4 separate regions of the Mus musculus genome follow, and regions 1, 2 and 4 are each linked to region 3. The links are chromatin contacts, called in public HiCAR-type maps. All regions are on one chromosome and are shown on one strand. The core of a region is the stretch at or near the end of the contact, and the rest is flanking DNA. Distances in the headings are between cores, read along the strand shown. Region 1 has its middle 150 kb from the start of Gm25599. Region 2 has its middle 44 kb from the start of Gm31447. Region 3 holds the start of Mdga2 (MAM domain containing glycosylphosphatidylinositol anchor 2). Region 4 has its middle 33 kb from the start of Wdr20rt.

Region 1 (3,096 bases), core at 73-2,572, 1.8 Mb after region 3:
TCTCAGAGCAGCTAGCCATAAAATGTCAGATTCAGACTCCAAACAGTGCAGCTGGATTTTAGATGTGCTTGCTCATGGCCAGTTGTAACATATTACTAAGCCATCTAGAACACTGTTTCTCAACCTCTGGGCTGAAACCCTTTTGGGAAGCGAAAGACCTTTTTACTGGCGTTGCCTTGACCATCAGAAAACAGATATTTACATTAAAATTCATAGCCTCACAAAAGCTACAGTTATGAAGTAGCAACAAAAATAATGTTATGGTTGAGGATCACCACAACATGAGGAACATTAGAGGGTCTCAACGTTACGAAGGTTGAGAACCACTGCCCTAGAAAGACTCAGGCCAGAGGATGAGAATTCAAGGAGAAGGATCTCAACTGTCAAACTTTCGTTCTTTTTGATTCATTCATTGATTCATTCGTTGATTCATTATCTTTTTGTGGTGCTGGTGACGGAACCCTGATCTTTCTCCTGTGTAGGACAGGCACTTCCCCCAAAGGGCTACTCCCCAGTCCCATTTTGTATTAAACCCACTGGGCTTCAAAACAAAACAAAAACTTCTGACTATAAAGAGGATTGGGGATTTGTGGCAGCAGGGACAAGGAAAGGAGAATGTTGCGCCCACCTCGTCCAGCAAGGAAGACACAACACGGTCGGATTCTTCTCAACAGCTTTATTGCAGGAACGCCTCAATGCTGCTATGGGAACCCTGGGTACCCAGGGAGGACTCCTTATATACACCCCAGCACAGGGAAAAGCTTTGTGTCCTCCTGGGATTGGTCAGTCTGCGGGCACCTTAATTTGCATGCACCCGCTCGGGAGGGGTTGGCGCCAGATTCGGGCTAGTGCCTGCACAGTGATGTTGTTTACAGTGACGGTGTACCAGAAACCGGCGCCATATTTTAGGCGTCAGCTGCCTACAGGAGAAGACAAGAGTAATCAGAATCCATTGTAAATAAGTATGAAAATGTCCAAGAGCCAATTTATTTTTTAAAAAAATTAAAGTGAAGTAATCCGTATCTTAAAAGCTTCTTTTTCTTCTCTTGAAATTTATTGTCATCTATCTGAATAAGAAAAAAAAAATGTTGAATTAAAAAAAAAAACAACTTCAAAGTCTTTTTTGAAAATTGACTTGACATTGAGCTAGACTTGTTAGTGTGTTTGGCCAGTTCTGTACAGATCACAAAGTGCAAGAGTGAGCACACACACACACACACACACACACACACACACACACGTTCACCACCCCTAAGGCCTTTAAAATGAGCACATTGTTCTGCATTCCTTCTCCTCTCCCTTGGGAAGAGAAGCTCAGTTTAAAGGTTTAGGCTCATTTGAATAAAAATGCAAGCATGACTTTTGAATTCTAAGACCCTGCATATATTAACTGGCTTGGGAAACAGTTCTCTCAGATAAACTACTTACTTTAAACGCCTCTTTGAGGAAATTATCACTTTGAATTGTTTTGAGATACAGCCAGAAATAGGACGTTTTTCACCAGCATATTCATTTGCCCTCGGCAGTGTGCTCTGTGCTCTACCCAGAATTCCTACCAAGTGCAGGGAGTGCGACTCATAGTTCCCTGATCTGGAGACTTAGGTGAAAATAGAAACTCAGGCCTCATAAAATCAGTTGGGCAGCTCCTTTCAAACTAAGGCTAAGCCCAGAAATCTTGTTAGGAAACTAGTGAGCAAGTGTGGAGAAAAAAGGAGAACACTTCCAAATATTTTTTTCAAGTAGGCAAAGACACCTCATGTGGATTGGATACATAAAGATACAACGTGAATCAGTTGTGGCCGGCATCTCAGGCAGGGGCAAGAGAGACTGTGGGTGGAACCCTCCAGGAGATCCACAGAGAGATCCCATTGCAAAAGTCAAAGCAACAGAAGCTTTACAAGGTTCTGCAGGCATCTTCTGCAGAGCTTAAATGATGATGCTGGGTGCACAAACTGAATTCAAAATGAACGAAGATGAGCTGAGTGTTGATCCAACCGAGTTCAAAGTCATCCTTAGCTACAAATTCAGTTAATTCCAAGTCACTCTAACTACATGAGAGCCTGTTGGGCATGGGGTTTGCAAGTAACAGACTCGGCCTACATGACATGTCCTTTCCCTTGGGAATCTCTGTATGTCTGCATTTATATGGACTTTCTCCATGTGACAATAAAGACGCCTGACCATGTTCCAGGCTTGCCAAGGCCTCAGAAGCTGAGGGCGCTTCCTTCTCACTAATAAACAAAATTAATCAATAGGAAAATGGACTCTGCTCTGGAGTTGGATTCAAACTCTGGCCTGGGTCACATTCTAACTGACTCCAGAGGAGCAGCTTGGATCAGCTCTTCTCAAAATGAGAGGTTTCCAGGCAAGGAAATAGCAGGCTGGGGAGTGGAAGGGTGGTACAGGTAAGAAAAAGCCTTCATGCTCCTCCCATAGCAAGAGGATTCTTGACTTTCACAGCTTCCATGAGCCCATGTGCCTCCTTCAGAAAAGCAACTTATGCATTCTACCTGCCTGGCCATACCCCTTTCGATCCCTAGTGAAGAGCCAGCTTGCCTCCACTTTAGGTTTAAAAGTCATCTTATAGGAGAGACAAACTAAGTTCATTCCTCTTTATGATTATACCTCTGTCTCTCAAGGATTAGGCTGTGCCCCACCTGCAACCTTAACTACAAATGGTTCTGTACTGCCTGTTTCAGCAATGGCAATTATGTCTTTGTATCAAAAAGTTGTCTGTAACCATCTTACAATAACTGCCTTTGTTTCAAAAGGTTATATGACTGCCTGTTGTTATGACTAACTTGAAACCAGGTCTTTGTTTCCAGGGACCAACTTGTTAGGTTTATGTTCTGCTCCTGTAACCTCACCTATTTTGCAAGCCAAGCCCCCTATTTTGAACCTCCCTACCCCTGAGCTTTATAGAAATCTTGTCTTTCTCTTCTCCAATGCTGAGCTTTTAAAACCCAACTTAAGGGGAAGCAGCCTGTGTACATGAATAAAAAACTTGCTTTAATTAGTTGTTTACTTATTAATTTGTCCACAATGATTTGATCTGTCTTTCTCATCCTATCTTTGGGATTAACACATGACTCACAA
Region 2 (2,768 bases), core at 223-2,722, 1.9 Mb before region 3:
AACGTTGCTCTGGTAGGATCGGACTTAGTACGAGAGGCAATTCAGGGTGTTTGTTTGTTTGTTTGTTATAGGGAGTTTTGACATTTACAAAGAGTTCATCTAGGGCTGGAGAGATGGCTCAGTGGTTAAGAGCACTGACTGCTTGTCCAGAAGTTCAGTTCCCAGCAACCACATGGTGGGGGCCAATGCTCTCTTCTGGTATGTCTGAAGACAGCTACAGTGCACTCATATAAAATAAATAAATGGAAAGGATAGTGGGTGAGTGGATGGATGGATGATAAATAAAACAGAAAGGCTATCTATTAAGCAGACACGTCATCCAGAGAAAACTACATTGTTCCAGGTGAGAGCTTACTGAGTCAAAGGTGCCTCGCCAATTATTATTATTATTATTATTATTATTATTAATTTATACCCCAGGTTCGGCATCATCATTACAGAGCCATTTCTTACTATCAACCACTAAGAGACATAGGACACTCAACTTTCCAGAACAAAAAGCCCAGAGGGTGGGGGAAGACTACAGATGTGTGTGTATTGTGAAGAGTAATTTCAGAACCTGTCTTCTGCCCTAATCTTGAGCTTCATTTCAGCTCTGCAGTGGGGAATTCCATTCTTTCCTAGTAGCCTCGGCAGGTGGCACGTGCATGGGGTAACATCATTATGTCTCTTGTGGCATCTTAACTGTCCCCCACATCAGTGGCTCATGAAGCTTTAAGATTCCAGGAGGTTCTTATCTTTTGGATCCTGTGAGGAGATGGGGGGGGGGGGGCGTTTAGTAATATTTAGGAGACCAAGAGGTTCATGTCTAATCTCTGGGTCCTGGTCCCATGATACCATGTTGGCAATGATATCAGTTTTCTCTCCTGGGTATAGACTTCCAGTGTGGAGAATTTAAACCACAGTTTGTGTGTGTGAAGGCATTGATCAGGAAGATCTGTCAATATGTAAATCTCAGACTTGAGGAAATTGCCCCCATTATCACCCATTAACAATTGGTTAGAGAACCTGGTTGTTAGAGAACCAGGCTCTGGGGAAAAACAAACTCCACAGCAGTAAGATTGGACAGAGGAGGGGAAAATCTTCCAGGCATAGAGACTAAAGAAGAAGGCAGGCTCAGAAAAGAACTTTCGAGAAGGTTCTGGGAGCCTCGGGGCACAGCAGGTGAAGTCAACCTGCCCAGGAATTGATAGGAGTCAAGGACAGATCATATCTATCCAGACTCTACCTGGCTGGGTTCTGGGCCAGAGTTGGACAGGTGCTCGGTTTACCTACAGCCCAGCCTTCTGGCTCTCCCCCATGTCCTCCTTTGGGTACTTGGTTTGGTCCCACCCACCTTTGGACGCCAGCAGTAACAGTTTTCATTAGCGCTTCGCAATGCTTTCGTGTGCACGGGCTCATGGTTTAGACACTATGACAAAGCTAAGGCAGGGGCATTCCAGCGCTGCACAGTGGCCTCTGAATCTCCAGGGACGTATCAGACTCCTGCTGCTTTTCGTCTTAGCTCTCCCCCTCTCCCCCCTCCCCTGCCCACGACTGGAGCTATTCCACTCGCGATTTCCTTTAGCAAGCCAAAGCTCCCATTGGTGAAGTTATTTTTCTTTTGCGGTTCTGTCTCACATAGCTCTGAGACTCGTCCTGAGGCTCTTGACTGGTTACGGCTTCTCCTGGGAGGCAAGGGAGAATTTAATTGGAAAAAGATCTCTTGCCTCTGGTGGCGATTACCATTCCTTCATCCAGGGTTGCGGTCCTGACCTCCGGCTGCTCCCCATTTCTAGTGCTTTGTAGGAGAAACCGGTCATATGACCCCCATTGCAGATCAGGTTTCCTTACTGCTGCCCCATGGTTTGAGATGGAAAAGCACCCCCTCTCCCCACCTCCATCCCTTCAGCCAAACTAAATGGTTCTGAGAAAGGCTTTAAAACCACTCTCCAGTGCTCCAGGTGAGGTCAGGGAGAGAGTTTTTTTAGCGGGGGATTTTATTAGCCCGATCTTGGAGGCTTTCATTGCTTTTTACCAGGAACGAGGGCCTTCAAAGTACATCCTCTCTCGGTGCCTTGGAGGTCGCAGCTGCTGAAGTGCACAGCCGGGGCTCACAATTCCGTCTTCTGATTAAATGTGGGTAGCTGAAGGCTAAACATTTCTAAAGATGCAGCTTGTGTGCTTAAAGAGAAAGTCCGGGCGGAACAGGACGAACAGAAGTCTCTGGGTCTGGGAGCAGAAAGTCATAGGTCCTGGCTCAGTCCTGCGTCCATGAATTATAGGCCGTGCACTTTGTCTTTTATTTTATTTAAAAAAAAAAGACCATGTAAAATTGTTGCAAAGGAAATTGCTTGGCTGCTGGTTGGCCCAAGCAGAGCTCCTCAAAGGCAGCTTAACTTGTGAGCATCCCCCCCCCCCCCCCAGCATCAGTGATAGACTACGGGACCACGGCTCTCTAGGAGAGGTCCCAATGGGCCAGGAGCTACTGAGACAAGATCTTCCCTTTCTCTTTGTATCCCCTCTAAGCTGGACAGCACAGGTCTGTCCCAAATTTCCATGCTCACAGTACAACACCCCTGCTTCCCTCCCAGGCCTGGGATACTTGACATGGTCCTTTCAAAATAGCGAGGCTTAGATGAGATGTATGTAGATCAGGGGTGCAATTTGTTCAAAAGTCCCTGGTGTTCTGCCTGTCAGAACAAGACCTTCAGTCGACAACAGTTTAGGTTGCTATTGTTTACAGTTTGCTTTTCTTAGGAAAGCACGAACAGCTGCCTATGTATTGT
Region 3 (2,920 bases), core at 239-2,738:
CAAGTTGTCAGGGGATAATCTCAAAGTTTATGTGAGCTGACATCACAAATGATAGTGACCACAATTTTACACGCTAAAGCCAGAATACTGTTGAATGGATCATATTAGCAATGTCATGGAGGATTGTTTAAATTGTTAAATCCCCTATAACACATATTCTGTACATAAGTATAAAGAAAAATCCCAGTGATGTAAGATGTGAATCACACTACTTCTGCAGGAAGTCTCTCTAATTGGCTAATCCCTTAAATTCTGGGGCCATGGCTCTGTCTTAGTACCTTCTGTCTGCTAAGACACCCCCTGCCTGTCTTTCAGGCTTGGCTCAGGCTCACCACCTGGAGGCCTGAAGTAGCCAGTGCTAAGGTATGACTACAAAATCACGCCTGTTTAGTCAATGTAGCCAGAAGAATATTAAATTTCAAGAAGAAATTAATATATTGGCTAAATAAGCCAGCTAATTCATTCTGTAAGTTCCCTATATAGTGTTTCATAGGAGAAGAAAAGCCTATATTTAGTTTAGTGGAGATGTTCTTTATACCCACAATGGCAGTGTATTATGCCAGTGTATTATGGAGACAAATAAATGAATACCGTGCTCTACATTTCCCTGAAAATAACTTTCTCACATGTATAAACGCGTCTAACCATTTCACTCACTTACCATATTTTGGCTAAGTGGATCTAGACAGTAAAACCTAATTTGAAAAAGAAACACACTAGAGTAACTCAGACTGTGTGGGATATTCCCCATTATGTTTTAGTTTATTAGTTTTACACCTGTTCTAGTGTAAATTAAAGATGCTTTCTCATTCTGACCATTTTGTAGTAGGGAGAATTTTAAGCTCCTCAGAACTGACCCTGTTTCAAGGAACCCTGTCTTTCATGTGAGAGGGGCTTTTCCAAGCATTTAACTTTAGGAGGTATTATATATAAAACCGACTCTTCCTGAACTCCTGGTGGTCTTCCTTCCTTCCCCCCAACACCCTTCCTCTGTTATGATGACCACATTTCCACGGAAACATGACAGGGATGGAGAAGACTGAGGCAGCTTCCAATGACTTGGCCTGCTCTGCCCTCTAGCCAAGCAGAACAGTTCCTGGAAGACCTTGGACGGCAGAAAGGGGATAAAGGTGTCCTGTAATTACCGCGTGTCTGAGGACGTAGCCAGCCCTTCCCTTCCGCGTGCAAACGCCAGCGGAGGCATCGGAAATGAATTACCAGCCCTCGCCCCCGCGGAGCTAGGGAAGAACCAGGGATGGCCTCGGCGGGGTGGAAGAGAGGCTGGGTGCTGCTACCCCTCTGAGCCCATCACTGCTGTCCAAGCTGATGAGCACCAGTGCCTACCCTGGTGAGCAGAGCCCGGGAGGCAGAGGAGGCTCAGGGGAAGGCGCCCGAGCCCTGCACTCGGTTTTGACGTCGCCGGGCTGCGGCTAGCAGCCTCGCGCTCTCAGCACGTAGCGCACAACGTGACCACACACAGCCTTCCTCCCCGGCAGCCTGGCCGCCTGCGCTCCGCGTCCGCCGCTTCTCCATCCTCCTCCTCTTCTTCCTCCTCCTCCTCCTTCCTATCGCCTCCGCGGTGCGCAACCCCCAGCGTCAATCCAGGGATCCCGAGCAAGCGTAGGGCCCCGGACGCTCCTCTGCCCAGCTTGGGCATCTCTGCCGCAACTGCGGCCCGCAAGGCGGCCGCGCAGCCGGGGTGCCCTCAGCAGGCGGCCGCTTCTCTGTTCCGCTCCGGATGCCAGCACTCCGTTAGCCCGGGTGGGGAAAGCCCTTCTGCGGCTCCCGGGTCTAAACTCCCGCCAGTCTCCACCGCCCCCACCCCCTCCACCTGGCGGGGGCGGCGCGGAAGCGAAGAGGACTCGCGGTACGGGTGGGCACGCGTGGACGGTGTGCGGATCTGCTCTGCGCTCGGCATCCTCCCTCTCCTGCAAGTGGTGGTGCTCGGACTCTGCTTTTGGCTCCGGAGATTGGTGCTGCCTCCAGGAGCACCCTCTTTGCTGGCGGGGCGCTCAAGGCTGTTTGGAAGAGCCGTGGCGGTGGCGGCAGCGGCTGAGGCTGGTGCCTGGCGAGCTCCAGACGGGCGCTCCGCTCCCGCTTGGACCCTTTCGCCCTCCTCTCTCCTCCTCCGCTCCCTCCTCCCCATCCCCCGTTTCCCACTCCTCCTCTTCCTCCTCCTCCTCTTCCTCTCCCCGCTCGGCGATGCGAGTCTCTGTCGTGTAACAGGATTGGCGTTGCAATGGCAACTGATGGAATGGGGGAAGGCAAGACAGCAGGGCTGGGGGCTCCGGACTGCGGGCGGGCGAGCCGCTGCCGCCGCTTGACGCTCCTCTGGGGACCTTCGCGAGTTACTTTGTAAAGGCGAACCCGGGCGAGGGAGCCCCGCTTCGTGCCCGGGTCAGAGGCCACTTCCTGCTCCCTGGCTGTCCAGCGCGGTTCGCGTCGCGCGGCGCCCCCAGGGCTCCTGCCCGCTCCTGCCGCTTGCCCGCGCCCGGAGCCCGGAGCCGCTTCCCTGAAGAACACTTGTCCTCACAGCTCTGCTTCCCATCACCGCCCCCTGCTCCTCCCCGGCGTCTGCGATTTTCCCAGGCGCCCGGTGTGAGTGCGGCTTGTGTGTGAGTGCATGTATTGGGGTATTGTGTAGTGGGAGTGTGTTCCCGCGTGTGTGTGCTTATACGTGTGTGCTTGTGCGTGTGTGTGTGTGTGTGTGTGTGAGCGTGTGTGTGAGCGTGTGTGTGCGTGTGTGTGTGTGTGTGTGTGTGTGTGTGTGTGTGTGTGTGTGTGTGCATGAGTGTGGGGTGTGTGGGGCTCCAGCGCTCCGCTCACGGCCGCCGCCAGGGAAGGACAGACGGACAGTGCTTCCTCCCATTGCTAGCAGTTCCCGGGCACCTCGACTCGGCCCGGGCACAAGTGGAGCGCG
Region 4 (2,980 bases), core at 180-2,679, 2.0 Mb after region 3:
AGCAAACACAGAAGTGGATGCTCACAGTCAGCTCCCAATGGAGGAGCTAGAGAAAGTAGCCAACGAGCTAAAGGGATCTGCAACCCTATAGGTGGAACAACATTATGAGCTAACCAGTACCCCGGAGCTCTTGACTCTAGCTGCATATGTATCAAAAGATGGCCTAGTCGGCCATCACTGGAAAGAGAGGCCCATAGGACTTGCAAACTTTATATGCCCCAGTACAGGGGAATTCCAGGGCCAAAAAGGGGGAGTGGGTGGGCAGGGGAGTGGGGGTGGGTGGATATGGGGGACTTTTGGTATAGCATTGGAAATGTAAATGAGTTAAATACCTAATAAAAAATGGAAAAAAAAAAAATGAGTGGTTACTGAACCAGTAGTGGTGGGGTAGGAAGCTGAGTATGACTTCCTGTGTATGCTGAGTCACCCATGGAGGAAGCTGAGCATGACTTCCTGTGCGTCCTTATTCACCCATGGAGTAAAAACACTGATAACCAGAAGCGAGAGAAAGGACACACAGGGTTCCAGATTAAGATAGCTGCCTCTGGTCTCTGGTAATAAGGGAATAGCAAGATATTTTTTAACACAGATCAGAAAGCAGTTTGAACGCAAAGGAAAAAAAAATGTTCAAAAGAAAGATGCTTTAGGCTATCTCTAAGAAACTCTTCGCATGTAGCATATGTTTGTAGTTAATATAATCTATCCAAACAGGAGAGTCCCGTTTCATCACACAAGCCTCTGTTCTGATGACCCCAGTACTGAGCTAGCAGGAAACATATTTGCTGAAAATAGGGCAAGAAAGCTTTGTGCCTGCTCTGAAAAGATGTTCCCCTGTGGATAGAACGAAGAATGCGAGCCGAGGAAAAGCATCCTCACCTACCAGTTACCTCTGACTCTATCCCTGCAGATGATTCTGTTCCCTGCCGCCTGTTTCTCACTAGCCCTCTGCGCCTCTACATATTGTCATCTCTTGGAACTTTCAATGAATATTCATATGTCTCCATAGTGATTTGGCTGTCCTACGATTAAGAATAGACTGAAGTACTTAATATAGCTTCTTCTGATAAAGGAAGCGGTTGGATAGCGAGCCACCCATGTTAATGAGGAACATTTTACTAGAACTAGACAATGAATAAAATTGTCACTCCAGCTTTACAAGCATTCTGGTTATCTTATCACAGCTGAAGCATCCCCAGCCCATAAGAATTCAGAGGAGATTCATATAACTTGTTAGTCACCTAATCAGTCAAAACTAAAGCTCAAATATTTATTAACCTGAGCACTCCCTGTAACTAGACATGGGGTAAAACGGAAGGGAAAATATCAGGCCTGAGACTTGTTCTTGAAATGTCGGGCGGGGGGTGGGGGGTCTACAGGAAGTGCTTTTAGCAGATGAAAGGATGCTAATACGGGCCTCTGTTCAAACCGCGGCCACGAAACAGCAATAGCAGTCACCGGAGCGAACAGATAAGGGACAAATCCAAGCTTACTGCCTGTTCTCCAAAATCTGCCCTTTGAAAAGGAGACGCCTTGTAAAAAAAAAAAATAATGATAAATAAAATAAAATAAAAAGGGTGCAAGAACCACATATTTGAATTAAAGAGCAGTTTCCCTTTCCAACGACTTGCAGAGCCTTTTCTTTTCTAGGGCTTCCTGACACTGCAGAGGCCACGCCCCCTGTCAGAGCTGGGTGAGAAAGCTACAGGCTAGAGCAGAGGTGAATTACTGTAGCACTACAGAACACAACACTCTAGTCTAGTAGGCCAGTAGTAAGTGAAGACGGTCAGTTTCTTACACTCAGCTTTGAACTAAGTCATGTTTCTTGGCGGTCGTTTGAAAGTCTGTCCTTACTTTCTGAGTTAATGTGCACTCTAAAGTCTTAAGTCCATCGCCTTTACAATGCACTTTTTCTTTATGAGAGAAAAAGCCTTTCTCTAACTCACTGTAGCACAGGGCGGGTGTGGGGGCAGGAACGGAACTGTGAAGGAAGCCAAGGCTGAAGAAATGGTTTGCAGATAATGACTGGAATTTCATTAATCCAGCCAATCTGCCGCTGCCCAATTCCACAGGAAAAGACCTGTTGTTGTCCCATGTCTGATGGCTCTGTTGTGAAGATAAACTCATAATTGACAGCTTTTAACATCTAATGGAATTTTATGTCATGGTCTGATAGAAATATTCTGTCTTGGCTTTGTGACAAGGTTGTTTCATAAATCCTGTCTTACACAGGGAAATCCTGTCTTTTAAAGGGAAAAGTCTAACAATGAATGTGCTCTTATTTTTTCTGCTAAAAACAATTTTTGTCTAGAAATTGAACCCAGGCCTACAGTTTACCAAGCTGGAGTTCCATCACTGAACCCCAGACCTATATTAAAATTATAAGCTACCTTTAGTCAAAACAAATTCTTGCCTATCACTTAAAATGTGATTCTTTGGGAAGAGAGGCCCCTTGATCTTGCAAACTTTATATATGCCCCAGTACAGGAGAACACCAGGGCCAAGAGCAGGAGTGAGTGGGTAGGGGAGCTGGATTGGGGGGGGGGGTGGTATAGGGGACTTTTGGGATAGCATTTGAAATGTAAATAAAGAAAATATCTAATAAGTTTTTTTTAATGTGATTCTTATCATTCTTTTAATTATAAAAGGTTAGGGATACAAGGCTTCAAAAATCTGCTTTTACACATAGCTCTCAGGAGGGCAACTTGGAATGTGGCTCTTCCAAGACTGATTTGAAATCTGTTTAGCCCATAATAGTATTTCAATCCAAATAAATCCAAAGTGCTCTGCATCTTAACACAGGCCAGGATTGGTTCTCACTACCCAATGACTGAAAGCAAATAGGAACTGTACCTGAACGTAGGTTTCAGCTATGTTAAATGCCATTTTCAAATAAATAAGCAAGCAACAGTTAAACCCCAGATTAAACTGTACCTGGTAGTTCTCCATCTTTACGGTATTTTCATCAAATAAACTAGCTTGG

The links. HiCAR-type assays count read pairs that join an accessible place to other places.
Region 1: a contact with region 3 is called in a HiCAR-type map of astrocytes, with 6 times the contacts expected there. The contact joins the enhancer-like site here to the promoter of Mdga2 in region 3. A contact is called at or near these places in 3 of 39 promoter capture datasets (cranial neural crest, hippocampal neurons and maxillary cranial neural crest), 3 of 484 Hi-C or Micro-C datasets (cerebral cortex, cortical neurons and ventral hippocampal neurons) and 6 of 115 datasets of contacts at active chromatin or transcription factors (astrocytes, embryonic forebrain, embryonic hindbrain and 3 more).
Region 2: a contact with region 3 is called in a HiCAR-type map of astrocytes, with 11 times the contacts expected there. The contact joins the enhancer-like site here to the promoter of Mdga2 in region 3. A contact is called at or near these places in 6 of 39 promoter capture datasets (cranial neural crest, frontonasal cranial neural crest, hippocampal neurons and 3 more), 5 of 484 Hi-C or Micro-C datasets (cerebellar granule neurons, cerebral cortex, cortical neurons and 1 more), 7 of 115 datasets of contacts at active chromatin or transcription factors (SST interneurons, astrocytes, embryonic forebrain and 4 more) and 1 of 9 other capture datasets (embryonic stem cells).
Region 4: a HiCAR-type map of astrocytes shows a contact between it and region 3, with 5 times the contacts expected there. The contact joins the enhancer-like site here to the promoter of Mdga2 in region 3. A contact is called at or near these places in 4 of 39 promoter capture datasets (cranial neural crest, frontonasal cranial neural crest, hippocampal neurons and 1 more) and 2 of 115 datasets of contacts at active chromatin or transcription factors (astrocytes and embryonic forebrain).

Annotation. Positions count from the first base shown.
Region 1 is chr12:65,380,762-65,383,857 of GRCm38.p6, reverse strand. No RefSeq gene overlaps it. Among named protein-coding and RNA genes, the nearest start is that of Gm25599, 150 kb to the left of the region's middle. Within about 2 kb of position 1,322, at least 13 of the 459 cell types and tissues checked have an H3K27ac peak or open chromatin away from gene starts, as enhancers often do. A contact at or near this core is called in astrocytes and stem cell-derived neural progenitor cells, where this site is marked.
Region 2 is chr12:69,084,650-69,087,417 of GRCm38.p6, reverse strand. No RefSeq gene overlaps it. Among named protein-coding and RNA genes, the nearest start is that of Gm31447, 44 kb to the left of the region's middle. Within about 2 kb of position 1,472, at least 11 of the 459 cell types and tissues checked have an H3K27ac peak or open chromatin away from gene starts, as enhancers often do.
Region 3 is chr12:67,221,117-67,224,036 of GRCm38.p6, reverse strand. It overlaps Mdga2 (MAM domain containing glycosylphosphatidylinositol anchor 2), which reads left to right and starts at 1,488. Exons shown (of 17, transcript NM_001193266.1): 1 at 1,488-2,920.
Region 4 is chr12:65,257,405-65,260,384 of GRCm38.p6, reverse strand. No RefSeq gene overlaps it. Among named protein-coding and RNA genes, the nearest start is that of Wdr20rt, 33 kb to the right of the region's middle. Within about 2 kb of position 1,429, at least 75 of the 459 cell types and tissues checked have an H3K27ac peak or open chromatin away from gene starts, as enhancers often do. A contact at or near this core is called in astrocytes, hippocampal neurons and second pharyngeal arch cranial neural crest, where this site is marked.